2 separate regions of the Mus musculus genome follow, and region 1 is linked to region 2. The links are chromatin contacts, called in public HiChIP or PLAC-seq maps. All regions are on one chromosome and are shown on one strand. The core of a region is the stretch at or near the end of the contact, and the rest is flanking DNA. Distances in the headings are between cores, read along the strand shown.

What was found. HiChIP or PLAC-seq counts read pairs in DNA pulled down with a chosen protein or histone mark.
Region 1: an H3K27ac HiChIP or PLAC-seq map of differentiating embryonic stem cells shows a contact between it and region 2, with 4 times the contacts expected there. The contact joins two enhancer-like sites. A contact is called at or near these places in 8 of 39 promoter capture datasets (the 3T3-L1 cell line, 3T3-L1-derived adipocytes, embryonic stem cells and 3 more), 1 of 484 Hi-C or Micro-C datasets (cerebral cortex), 8 of 115 datasets of contacts at active chromatin or transcription factors (astrocytes, differentiating embryonic stem cells, embryonic basal ganglia and 5 more) and 1 of 9 other capture datasets (embryonic stem cells).

Annotation. Positions count from the first base shown.
Region 1 is chr10:43,523,447-43,529,510 of GRCm38.p6, reverse strand. Mtres1 (mitochondrial transcription rescue factor 1) reads left to right here. Exons shown (of 4, transcript NM_026411.2): 4 at 4,103-4,392. The coding sequence ends at 4,282. It also overlaps the pseudogene Gm9803. Among named protein-coding and RNA genes, the nearest start is that of Mtres1, 15 kb to the left of the region's middle. Within about 2 kb of position 1,725, at least 92 of the 459 cell types and tissues checked have an H3K27ac peak or open chromatin away from gene starts, as enhancers often do. A contact at or near this core is called in differentiating embryonic stem cells, where this site is marked.
Region 2 is chr10:42,948,493-42,954,562 of GRCm38.p6, reverse strand. The region is part of intron 7 of Scml4 (Scm polycomb group protein like 4); the gene reads right to left. Among named protein-coding and RNA genes, the nearest start is that of Gm5079, 40 kb to the left of the region's middle. Within about 2 kb of position 4,257, at least 111 of the 459 cell types and tissues checked have an H3K27ac peak or open chromatin away from gene starts, as enhancers often do. A contact at or near this core is called in differentiating embryonic stem cells, where this site is marked.

The DNA of each region.
Region 1 (6,064 bases), core at 476-2,975, 580 kb before region 2:
AGACTGCCACAGATTCAGCCAGCCAGATCTGCTCATCTCATCTAGTTCCAGGCTGGCCAAGACTATCTTAACAACAACAACAAAATAATGTATTCATATGTTCAATATGCTCCATATATTTTGAATTAAATATTACTCATATTTATCTTAAAATAGGTTTTTATGGGATATTATTAAGCTTTCAAATGTATTAAGCTTTCTTTGTGCTTGAGTGTCTTGCTTGTGTGCGCGTGCGCATGCAGTCCTGTGGAAGTCAGAAGACCCCCCTGGCACTAGAGTTGCAGGTGATTGGTTGTGAGCCACAGTGATTTCTGGGAACCACACCAGGGTCCTTTGCAATAGCAACAGGCAGCTGGCCGGAAGATGCTCTTAACTGCTAAGCCGCCCCTCCAGCTGTAGTCATTTTCTTCATGCCTTTTATATTTTGAATTTTATTTTTTTAATTTATTTTATGTATATAAATGCCTGCAAATATGTTTGTGCATAATTATGCCTGCTGCCCACAGAGGCCACAAGAGGGTACCAAGTCTCCCAGAGCTGGAGTTAAGGATGGTTGTGAGCCGCTGTGGGAGTGCTGGGTACCAAGTCCAAGTCTGCAAGAGCAACAACTGTGCCTGGCTGCCGCGCCAACTCCCCAGCTCTCCTCTATTAATTTCCTTCATGCCTTTTATTTTCCAGCTTAAAAAAAATATATTTAGTTGGGGAGTGGGGAGTGTAGGACATGCATGTCACGGCATGGATGTAGGTGGAGGTTAGAGGACAGCGTGAAGCAGTGGCTTCTTTCCCACCAACCCTCCATGTTGGTTTCAGGGACAGAACTCGGTCGTCAGGCATTGCTGCAAGGTGCCGGGCCTGGCTGCCTCACCCTCCCTCTGAGATACAGATAATGAGGTTTTTGTGTATTTGAGACAGGGTCTCACTAAGTAAGACTAGGCTGGCCTGAACTCAGAGAGATCTGCCTGCCTTTGCCTCACGGATGTTCTACCATGGTTTTTAACCATGAGATTATCACTTAACAAAACTCAATAAGGAAAATGTAAGAAAGCTTTAATTAAAAGTTTGGAAGTGGGACTAGGGACGCAGCTCTCCTGTAGGGTGCCTGCCGAGCATGTGAAAGAAGCCCCAGGTTCAAGCATGCGGCAGGCGGAAGGGTGAGAAATTCAAGGGCATCCCCGCTTGAATCTGAGGCCAGCCTGAGATGTGTGACACCTGTCTGGGGATAGAGGGTGGCTTAAAACCTATGGCCCTTGCTTGGAAGCGTAACCCATCAGCACTGAGGGGTAATGAGGAGGCAGACGGTTTTGAAGGGTGGTTTTTATTCTCCTTTCATGTTCCGAGGCCTGCTAGGGCAGGATCTGAGCTACCTGGAGTTGCCCTGGGGTGTGGAACAGGAAGTGTGTCTGTCATGTGTGCATCGGTGAACATTGAGACTTTGAGTGCCTGCTCCTGGGGATGATGTAGTCCATTGTTGCTGCCTGTGTGGACACAGAGAGATGGCCTCCATTCTTGTCTCACCTGTTAGTCGAGGCCCGGGAGCTCTGATAACCTTGGCTGGCAGGTGCAGGATGACCCGGCAGCCATTGTTCAGTGAGCTGCACAAAAGCCACTGCTCCAGATGGGCCTTCTCCACCCTTCTCTATTGCTTTCTGGGCTGTGGCTGGGCTGCAGTACCTCTGGATGCCCTCCTGGCTGGACTCATTTGCAAACTCCATAAGCCTGTTTTTCTTCCCCTGCTTTGAGGTATTGTTAGCTGCAGCCTAATTGCTCTGCTCCTCCTGCCTTGGGTGTTCTGTTGCCTCAGCCGCTTTCCAGATTCCTCCTGAGGGTCAGCAAAGGCAGAGGCCGGCATTAACACTAGCTCCCTGCCTCGTTACTAAGAAGCCTGGTAGCCATAGAAACTGCAGCTAAGCAGAGATTTGAAATGTAGATATTTGAAACAGCCCCTAACCCCAGCCAGTTTTGCTTTGTGTCTTGAGAGGACCAGGCCTTGGATGGGACTAAATAAAGCATGCCTGCTTCCCCAGCCTGCTCCGTGGAGCCAGAGCCTGGCCACAGGCCCTGAGGTCCAGCTTGTCTGGTGCTGCAGCTCAATCCCTCTGTTCCCCGCCTGCCACTGAGCAAAGCTTTTGTGTGTTCTGCAGTCTAGGCGGGGTCCAGAGTGCACGGTGCTGTGTTAACCCTGCTCTGCGGAGGTGGCTTGAGAAGCCAAAGTGTGGGGACTCACTCACACACCCTGCCTTAAACTCCCCTCCCAGGAGCTGGCTGCACTAAGAGCAAACATTGTCTGAGCCCTAGAAGGAAGAAATGTCATCACTTTTTTCCCCTTTCCCTTTTAAAAACACTTTTATTAGCACATATTAATTATTCATAATAACATTTCATTTTTCATGCCTGTGTGCAATATGTTTTGATTGTATTCACCTCTCCATTAATCTCTCTTGGGCCCCACGCCTGACTTCCTTCCTTTCCCCTTTATACTCTTGCAGTGTCTACTCCTTCCTCTTCCCCTCCTCTTCCTCCTTTCCTGTCTCCTTCAACTTTTTTTTTTTTCTGTAATATGATCTCACTAAAAACTTGCAGCAATCCTCCTGCCTCTGCTGGGTTTATAGGCATGAGCAACCATATCCAGCCTAAGTAACTGGGTTGGTGAGATGGCTCAGCAGACAGCGGTGCTTGCTGCCAAGCCTCGTAACTAAAGTCCCTTCCCTGAGCCCATGTGGTTGAAGGAGAGAACAGCTCTGCAGAGGTTTCAAGTTCCACACAGTGTGTCCCACACCCCAAACTAAATGGTTTCGAAATTTTTAAGTTAGGGGCTCGAGATGGCTCAGCAACTAAAAGTGCTTGCTGCTCTTGCAGAGGTTCCAGGTTCGATTCCCAGTACCACATGGTGGCTGACAACTGCCTGTGCTGCAATTCCAAGAGCTCCATTCTACCTGTGACCTTCAGGGGAACCAGGCGTGCACATGGCACCTAGCCATCCACGCAGGCCGATGCCCACACACAAATGCATCTAAAAGACGGAAGTGACTGAATGAAATGGACCAGTTTCTAAGCTGTGCATGACCGCTTATGGGGGGGGGGGCTTGGTTTCTTGTTTGTCTTAGTATACTCATTTTAAAATCTGTAAATAACTTATTTTATGTGAATGGGTGTTTTGCCCACATGTGTGTCTGTGCAGCATGTGCACAGCAAGGCAAACAAGAACAGTGACCACTGTTAATCACTGAGCAATCCCTTCAGACCCTTCAACAGAGTCAGCGGCCCACATATGAGATGCTTTACTCAATAGAAGCTGGGTGGGGGTTCGGGGTGGGGGAGGGGGAGCACCATGCTCTTTCTGGCTTATATTTTGGCAGAAACAGCAGCGTGTAGCCAGGCTGTTTTGAGCACCTCCTGAGTTCCTGGCCAGATTCTCTAATGAGCTGAGTGAACCAGGTATCTGCCAGGTGTTGCCATGTGCCAAACATGGACCAAGTCCTTGCAGAGGGCCTGGTGGTAACATGGCTCTCCAGGGTGACAAGCTTTAGCAGCAAGTCCTCTGGTAAGGTTAGTTTGGCCTCAGCTCCTGGAGCCAACTCGCCTCTTGTGTGCTGTCCACCTCTGTGGTCTGAAGCTGGTCTCTTTCCATGAGTCTCTCTCATGGGGCAGCCAGCAACCATGATGACTGATGTCTATGAAACTGTCCCATCCCATTTTAGGGCATCCCGGCTAAAGCTTAGTGCTGCCTTCTTCCTGGTGCATGCAGTGCTGTCTTTTGCACATTCTTGCTAAGGCTGTGCCCTACCTTTCAGTGTTGCCCAGACAGACAGGTTTGTCCCTCAGCGACCTGACCGATGACCTTCCCCAGCCTCAATCCTCGGCAGGCCAGGCGTGGATGTCAGATGGAAGCCACTGCTGCCTGCAGTCTGGCCCCTGTGCTTGAGGCCCCCTCCTGTATGCCTTCCCAGCCATGCAGTTCAGAACTAGGGTGACAGCCTCAAGAGTGTCAGGCTGTCTCCCTTGCTCTTCCTATGTGACAGTCACCACATTAAAGCAAAGCAGGGCTGTTTGAATTGGCCTAAGTTTCCCAGAATGGATAAAGGTTGTCTCCCTGTGTCCTCAGGTGAAGGTGGGAGATACCTTGGATCTCATCACTGGAGAGAACAAAGAGACAGGAACAGAGGTGGTGATGCGAATTCTCCTGAAAAAGGTCTATGAAGAGAAGACTGAGAACGACAAGCACCGGGTGGTGTTGCGCCGATGGAAGAGCTTAAAGCTGCCTAAAAAGACTCTGTCTAAATAAACATCACTTCTCCCACAGACTGCCTCCTAATTGTCAGGGGGTGGGGGAGCATAAAAAGAGGACGTTTTTATTAAAATAAAGTTCTCCTGTCATTTATGGGGTCACCGGAGCACTCTGTGGAAGCTGCGGTCTGTGGGTTTCCCTCTGGCGCTGGCCTGTGCTCCCTTAGACCTGGCATTCTGAGAGCCCCCTTGTTGTGTGCAGAGACAGATTCTGGAGGAGCCCAGGCCAAGAAAGGACATTACAGCGTTTTTGTTGATGTTGTTGGTTTTGGTTTGTTTTTCCAGACAGGGTTTCTCTGTGTAGCCCTGGCTGTCCTGGAACTCACTTTGTAGACCAGGCTGGCCTCGAACTCAGAAATCCGCCTGCCTCTGCCTCCCAAGTGCTGGGAGTAAAGGTGCCCGGCAGGACATTACAGCTTGTCTGACATTTCCCACATTAACTACCTCAGGAGTCACTGTAAAATACATTGGCCTTGTTTCTTTGTGGGTTTTGTTTTATTGTTGATTTTTGTTTTGTTTTTTGTTAGATGGTGTGTCTTAGGGTTTTATTGCTGTGAAGAGACACCATGACCACCGAAACTCTTTTTTTTTTTTTTTTTTTTTTTTTTTAAACACGCAAAAGACATTTATTACTAGGCTATAAATTATGAGGCAATGGCTGGGGTGTGGAGAGCCCAGCAGTCACGTTTTGGGCTTCTGCCCTTTCTCTCTGTCTTCCTGGGCTTGTATTCGGAGTTCCTCATCTAGACGTTCCTTTGCACGGACAACCTTTGACTGCAGGTAGAAAGAGCCACCCACGGACTTATCATTCACTTTAAATAGGTGTTCATAATTCTTCTGGACCTCCTCGGGGCTCAGCTTGGAGACGTTGAGAATCTGCTGGGCTTCCTGGAGGCTGAGGCCAGAGAGATTGGATGCAGCTGCAGACTGGTGCCCAGCACGCCCTCGAGCGTCAGCGGCTGCCTGGCTGGCTGCAAACTCCTGCCTCAGGGCCCTGGCAAAGGCTCTGCCCACCACCTGCACACCCATCACAATGATCTGGGCCAGGTACTTGGCCATGGCGGACGCTCCACTTTAGGGGGACGGGTGCCGCTTCCCGACCCAGTGGGACCAGCTCAAGGGTTGCTGGTGGGTCAGAGGTCACCGAAACTCTTATAAAGGAAAACATTTCATTGGGGCTGGCTTACAGTTTCAGAGGTTTAGTCTATTTTTTTTTAAAGGATTTATTTATTTATTTATTTATTTATTTATTTATTTATTTATTTATTATATGTAAGTACACTGTAGCTGTCTTCAGACACTCCAGAAGAGGGCATCAGATCACATTAAAGGTGGTTGTGAGCCACCATGTGGTTGCTGGGATTTGAACTCATGACCTTCGGAAGAGCAGTCAGTGCTCTTAACCTCTAAGCCATTTCTCCAGCCCCCGGTTTAGTCTATTATTGCCATGGCAGGAAACATGGTGGCATGTAGACAGACATGGTGCTGAAGAAGCTGAGAGTTCTGCATCTTGATCTGAAGGCAGCAGACAGAGACTTTGTGAGCCACTTTTGTGAGCACATGAAATCTTAAGTCTGCCCCCACAGTGACATGCTTCCTCCAACAAGGCCACACCTAATAGTGCTACTCCCTGTGACCAAGCATTCAAACATAGGAGTCTATCTGTGGTGGCTATACCTATTCAAACCAACACACAGGGTCTCACTGTGTAACCCTGGCTAGCCTCAAAACCACCTTCCTCTGCCTCCTGAGTACTAGGGTTAAAGACACCACGTGGTCA
Region 2 (6,070 bases), core at 3,008-5,507:
CTGCTTTTGGGACCCTTTTCTTCCTACTGAGTTGCTCCATCTAGCCTTGATATAAGGACTTGTGCCTATTCTTATTGTAACTTGTTATGCCCTGTTCGGCTGATATCACTGGGAGGCTGCTCTCTTCTGAAGAGAAACAGAGGGGCAGTGGATTTGGGGGAGAGGGGAGGTGTAGAAGAGGGACTGGGAGGAGAGGAGGGAGGGAAATAGCAGTCAGGATGTATTATGTGAGAGGAAAAAAGAAAATGAAAGAGAGAGAAAGAAAGGGGAAGGAAGGAAAGAAAACAGGGAGGGAGGGAGGAAGGAAGGAAGGAAGGAAGGAAGGAAGGAAGGAAAGAAGGAAAGAAGGAAAGAAGGAAAGAAGGAAAGAAGGAAAGAAGGAAAGAAGAAAAGAAGGAAAGAAGGAAAGAAGGAAAGAAGGAAAAAGAAAGGCAAGAAGAATGGAAGAAAGAAATCCAGCAAGCAAGTAGAGCAAGCCATCGGGAACAAGCCAGTCATGCCTTGAGCTCCTGCTATGATTTTTCTGGATGGTGGGATACAAGCTGTGAGATGAATGAAGCCCTTTCCTCCCTATGCTGCGTGTGGTCATGGTGTTTTATCACACAAAGACTCTGTAACCAAGACAACCAGGTAAGCACATGGTCTCCTCTCTCTGCTTTCTGGCACAGCTGGCACTGATCAAGCTTCACTGCCCCAGTTCAGGCAACTTCTGCTTCCACAACCACCTTGTCATGAGGGGTGGTCACCCCAAACCGTGAGCTGAAACTGTGTCCCCTCCCCCTTCAGTTGCTTGTTGTCAAGTACTTGCTACTAAGAATGGGGGAAGTCAGAAATGTGCCTGCAATGTACCCTGCAATGATTTTTCCGTGGGTCTCCTTGCTTCAGCTCTTTTCTATCTAGCATGGGACTGTCACTGCCTCAGTTGTCCCGGAGACCAAGCTCTGACTGTACGTTTCTAGCACTCAAGGTCCCTCTGAGTCCCCCTTGCCTATGCACTGTGCCTCCAAGTCAACAGCTGTACTGTGGTTCCATACCTTTCCTTCTTAGATGGAAGGAAAGGAGTTTGGGAGCTTCCCCTGCTTGTCTTTTGACTGCAATGTGTCTTGGATCGTGGTAACATTCTCCAGCCGGAGAAGCTGCTATAGGTACTGAAGTGGGCAAGCACTGGGCCTTCTGGTCAACCTACCACAGGTGCTCTACAGAGTGAAAGAGGCTCCCTGCACATCCCTCAGGGCAAACTGTTTGCGATGGCTATTCTCAGTTGTCAACTTGACTGTATGTGGAATGAAGTACAATCCAGGAATGGAGGGCACACCTGTGATCCGGATCCTGAGGCAAGAAGACAATTTGCCTTTGATCCAGATCTTGAGAGAACATGAACACACGTGCATGCAAGCCCGGGGCCATCAGACCCCTTCATGACCACCAGGGCCATCCTTCTTGCTATCACCTACCTCTCCACCTGACCTTTATCTATCCTTCTTGAATGTGTCCCACATCCTTTGTAGTACAATCACCTGCCTACCTTTTATATTATATTATATTTTATATTTATATTTTAATATAACTCCTTAAGAATCCGCCGATGTCTATTTTACAATCATGTATCAAGCTCTTTCCACGTCTTAGTCTTGTGTAAGGTGTTTGGTGAACAATACAACCCAAGTCCTCTCATTACCAGGGTCATATATTATATTGACCCCCTCCACAGCTGAGCAGAGAATAAATATTCTTGATATTGATGACTGTGAGATGGATCGATATGCTTTGTAAAAGAGGCTAGCTTTGTGTGAGAGATCCTTGCCACCACTTCCAGGCTAGAAAAAAAAAAAAAAAGCCAGGATTCTGAACAAAAAGCAACTGCCCTACAGGAAAATTCTAGGAGCTAAGAAGCCGGTGCCTGTCAACCTTCCCTAAGTCTTAAGACAACAGTTTTCGTCTGTGCTCCCCTTCCTGCTCTTGATAGACCTGGGAAGATTCATGTCTGCACTTGTCCTAGTTGAGAACTAGATTTCATTTGAGTTTTGCTTTGTTTTTCCCTGATTTTTTTCCTTGTTGGACATGGAAGGGTCCTATGAGGTGGTGTGGCACCAGGCATCTCACTGAGGAACTGGAGCTTTTGGAACATGGATGCCCACTAGTGAAAGATGATTTTTAGTCCATTTAAAGACATCTGCACTCAACGTGGGGCTGAAGAAGCACAGAAATCACATCTGTCTTCGAGGCCCGCCCACAGGAGCATGGCTGTTAATCAGGGTGGTAATAGATGTCCGGACTACAAAGGCGGGAAGTCTTTAGTCCAAGAATGATTCTGCAGGGATGAGAGTGGAGGTCAAATCTAATTTCCTATACTTGGCAGGAAGGAGGGGAAGTCCGGCCCACTGATAAGATCCTGCCCAGGGTCAGGCCGCCCTTTGAGCGAGGTCAGGAACAGCAGACGCTGACTACAGCACAAGAGAGGGCTCCTGGTCATCTTTGAGGAGAGTGTTCTCAGTGATGGCTGTAAAGACTCTTGGAGCACTGAGGCAAGTACTATCTGTGCTTGGGACTTGGTACCAGCTGTGGGCATTTCCCCTTTTACAGGATGGTGGAAGAACAGCCAGACTGGCTCATGGGTGTTTCTGAGGGGCCTTTCAGTCACACTAGGCAGGGCAGCTGGTAAGCTAAGTCACACCTCGGCAGTTGCTCCTGGTCCAAAGCATGTACATTTGCTCCAGAGAAGGGCAATGGAACGTTCCAGCGGTGGGTTTGCAAAGCTGGTGCAGGTGTGTGCTCACAGAGAAAAGTCAACACACCACTGGCTCCCCGCTCCAGCCAGCTGCTGAGGAAGGTGTCAGGAAGACAGATGGGTCCAGTCCAATACAGGAAGGGGCTGCAGGCAGACATGACAGATGAACGAGATTGGATGTATTGAACAAGTCTTGCTCCTGTGCGGACGGAGCGTGCAAAGCACTCGCCGTCCACAGCACTAGGGAAGCTGTGCTTGGTCATGTTGCTCCCCGTGGGCTGTTAAACCGTGAAAAGTGAGACCCGGTGGTGAATGGGTACATAATTAAATCTTGTTGCTCCTGAAGGTGAATTCACAGTTAGCAGAAAAAGAGACCACCGACTGACTCCGTGCTGAAAAGCAATCCCGCTGGCGCCTTCTGAAGCATGGTGCTCAGACCACATCTGCAAATCTCTTTCCCTCTCACGCATCCCCACGAGCACACACATAATTGCCTTTCGCTCATTCATAATTCAGGAGAAACTTTAGCTAACAGAGTGGGAGAGTAGAACAAGGGAGTGGTAAGCCAGGATGAGTCAGGAGTCAGAAATTCCTACCTCCTACAGCTGTGCACTTCTCCAGAGTGTGGTGTGTATGTGTGTGTGTGTTCCCTCCAACCTCAGGCACCACATGACCCAGTGCACAGACTGCTGTGCAGACTGCTGACAATAAGTAACACTTCTGAAGGCCTCAGGTGTGTGTCCAAGGCTATGCAGAGTGTGAGGTGCCCAGGCTAGCCCACATCACAGTCTAAGCAGTCTAATCTGTTTTGAAACCGAGTTGTTTTACATTCTTTCAGTTCCAGCTTTTAAGATACTACGAGGCGACAGAGACCAGAGAGGAAAAACCCTGATCCTTCCTTAGATTCTAATCAGATTTTTTTTGTCTATTTGTTTTGTTTTTTATTAATCCTTCAAGACAAGCTGACCTGCCAACAGGACAGAAGATGTCCCTAGGGGCCAGCAAGCCAGGTTGGGCTGCATTCCTTCTCAGCCAGAAACTGACACTGTTAGCCCCGACCTGCTTCCCATGAAGCAATGTGATCTCCACCAGGAGCCTCTAAACACCTGTCCTTCAAAACGCTCAAATGTCAAATCTCATTTCAGTAGATCCCATTTCAGGACACTGGAGCCTTTCCTGACTCCCAGGATGAGGAGGTCGCTCAGCCCCTCCCCTTCCAGCACTGTCCCGCAGCCCCTCCCCTCCAACACTGTCCTGCAGCCCCTCCCCTTCCAGCACTGTCCCGCAGCCCCTCCCCTTCCAGCCCCTCCCTTCCAGCACTGTCCCGCAGCCCCTCCCCTTCCAGCACTGTCCCGCAGCCCCTCCCCTTCCAGCACTGTCCTGCAGCCCCTCCCCTTCCAGCCCCTCCCCTTCCAGCCCCGTCACACAGGCCACACTTTTCCACCTCCAACAGTAATCACAGTAACGTCCTGAGGTCTCTCTGGAATGGGATCCTTCTGCCTTGTTCACAGCTCCACCCTCAGCCCTGAGAAGAGCCCTGCTGAGGAAAAAGCCCTGCTGAAGTACTCAGTGGACATCTGCAGACCAGAACACCCCAGTCTCTAGTTGTCTACAAGTAAAAGCAGCAAGGATCAAACAGGACAAGGTTGTAAAGGTCAGAGTTAGCTCCAAAGCTAGGCAGTGTACTTCTATGGTGTTCAATAAATATCCAGTAGTTTTAGTTCCCTAAATCCCACCACCAGCGGGCGGCTCATCCCCTAAGGGCTCAGAAATGTGTGGTTTACAATCACTATAACCAAAGCCCCACCAGCCTGACATGGACACCCCCAAACCATTCACTGGTCGCCTGCATCATCCCGGCCCCCTCTCCTGTCTCCCCACAATGAAGAAGCCCTTTCTCCCCTCTGCAGATCCCAGCCCTCATATGAGGCCCCCATCCCCACGCTTTCTCTAGCAGAATTGTCTCCGGTACTGACACCATAGCCCACGAAACCGACTGCAGCCCACAGGAAACTTTTGAGCTGTAACAACAATGTATTTTGCTTTTGCGTCTACCTCTTGAAAATGCCTGTGGTTGGGAATTCTATAGCACGCGCAGGAAGCTTTGTTGTCGGAAACCTTTCATAGCTCTGGCTGAGTGTATCTCAGATGAGAAACAGACGCTCCCAAAAGTTCACCTGAACATCAGCAAACCTCAGGGAATCTCTTGCCCTGCTGCAGCCCAGGCACCAGCTCCTGCTGGGGCAGCGGGAAGGGAAGGATTCACAGTGGAGGGAAAGGCAGCTGAGAACTCTGCACGCCCCCCCCTCCCCCCCCCCCCCCGCCCTCCTGCCTGCAGCCTGGGGTAGCTTTCCAGACTCTGTGGTTTTAAACCATTGTGGTTAGTACATGGGGAGAAAATCCAGTTCTAGGTTTCTTCCAGAATTTATGAATTGGGTCAAACACACTAAAGAGAAAGTTTCTGGGTGCCAGAAGTTTCTGGGTGCCAGTGGTTCTCACCTGGGATGTAACTTCAGAGGCACACCAAGCAGTCCTCTGAGAAAGGGAAGGTTTGAATAGAGACCTGGGTGGGGTGGGGGTGGGGGAGCGAGAAGGACCCAACAGCAGGGAGCTGCGGGCTGGCAGGTAGGCTCCTATTATACCACTCAGTTCAGCATGCTGAGCCACCATGCTTTCTAAGGACTGGTAGCTAGGCAGATTGTTTCAAGGAATGCAAATATGCTTGATAAAGAGTTACAGCAGGGCTGGAGTCCTGTCCACCTCACACTCTTCTCCATCCCCTTCCATATCACAAAGAACCCCAAGAAACCCTGCAAGCACAGACCAGAGATCCTGAAGCGGTTTGGACAGACCAGACTTTGGAGTCAGCCAAGTCAATTTGGTTCGACAACTGACAGGCCTCTTGACCCACCACTAGCTAGAAATACGTATATAAGCAATATAACATGTCTTATGAGCAATATGTTATAATTTATGATAAATAGTAACAGTAGAAAGTGGTCCGTAAGCGGGGCCTTGGTGGCACACGCCTTTAATCCCAGCACTTGGGAGGCAGAGGCAGGAGGATTTCTGAGTTCGAGGCCAGCCTGGTCTACAGAGCGAGTTCCAGGACAGCCAGGACTACACAGAGAAACCCTGTCTGGAGAAAGAAAGGAAGGAAGGAAGGAAGCAAGCAAGGAAGGAAGGAAAGAAAGAGGTCCATAGTTGGTGCTCTCGCTAAATGACACAAGCTCCCCTTTGCTTGACTGTGAGGGATTCAAATGTAAATGATGCACTCACAAAATTGGAGTCATGGTACTGTGGCAGGATAGAGTCATACTTAGATAGGAATGAAGTGCCAGG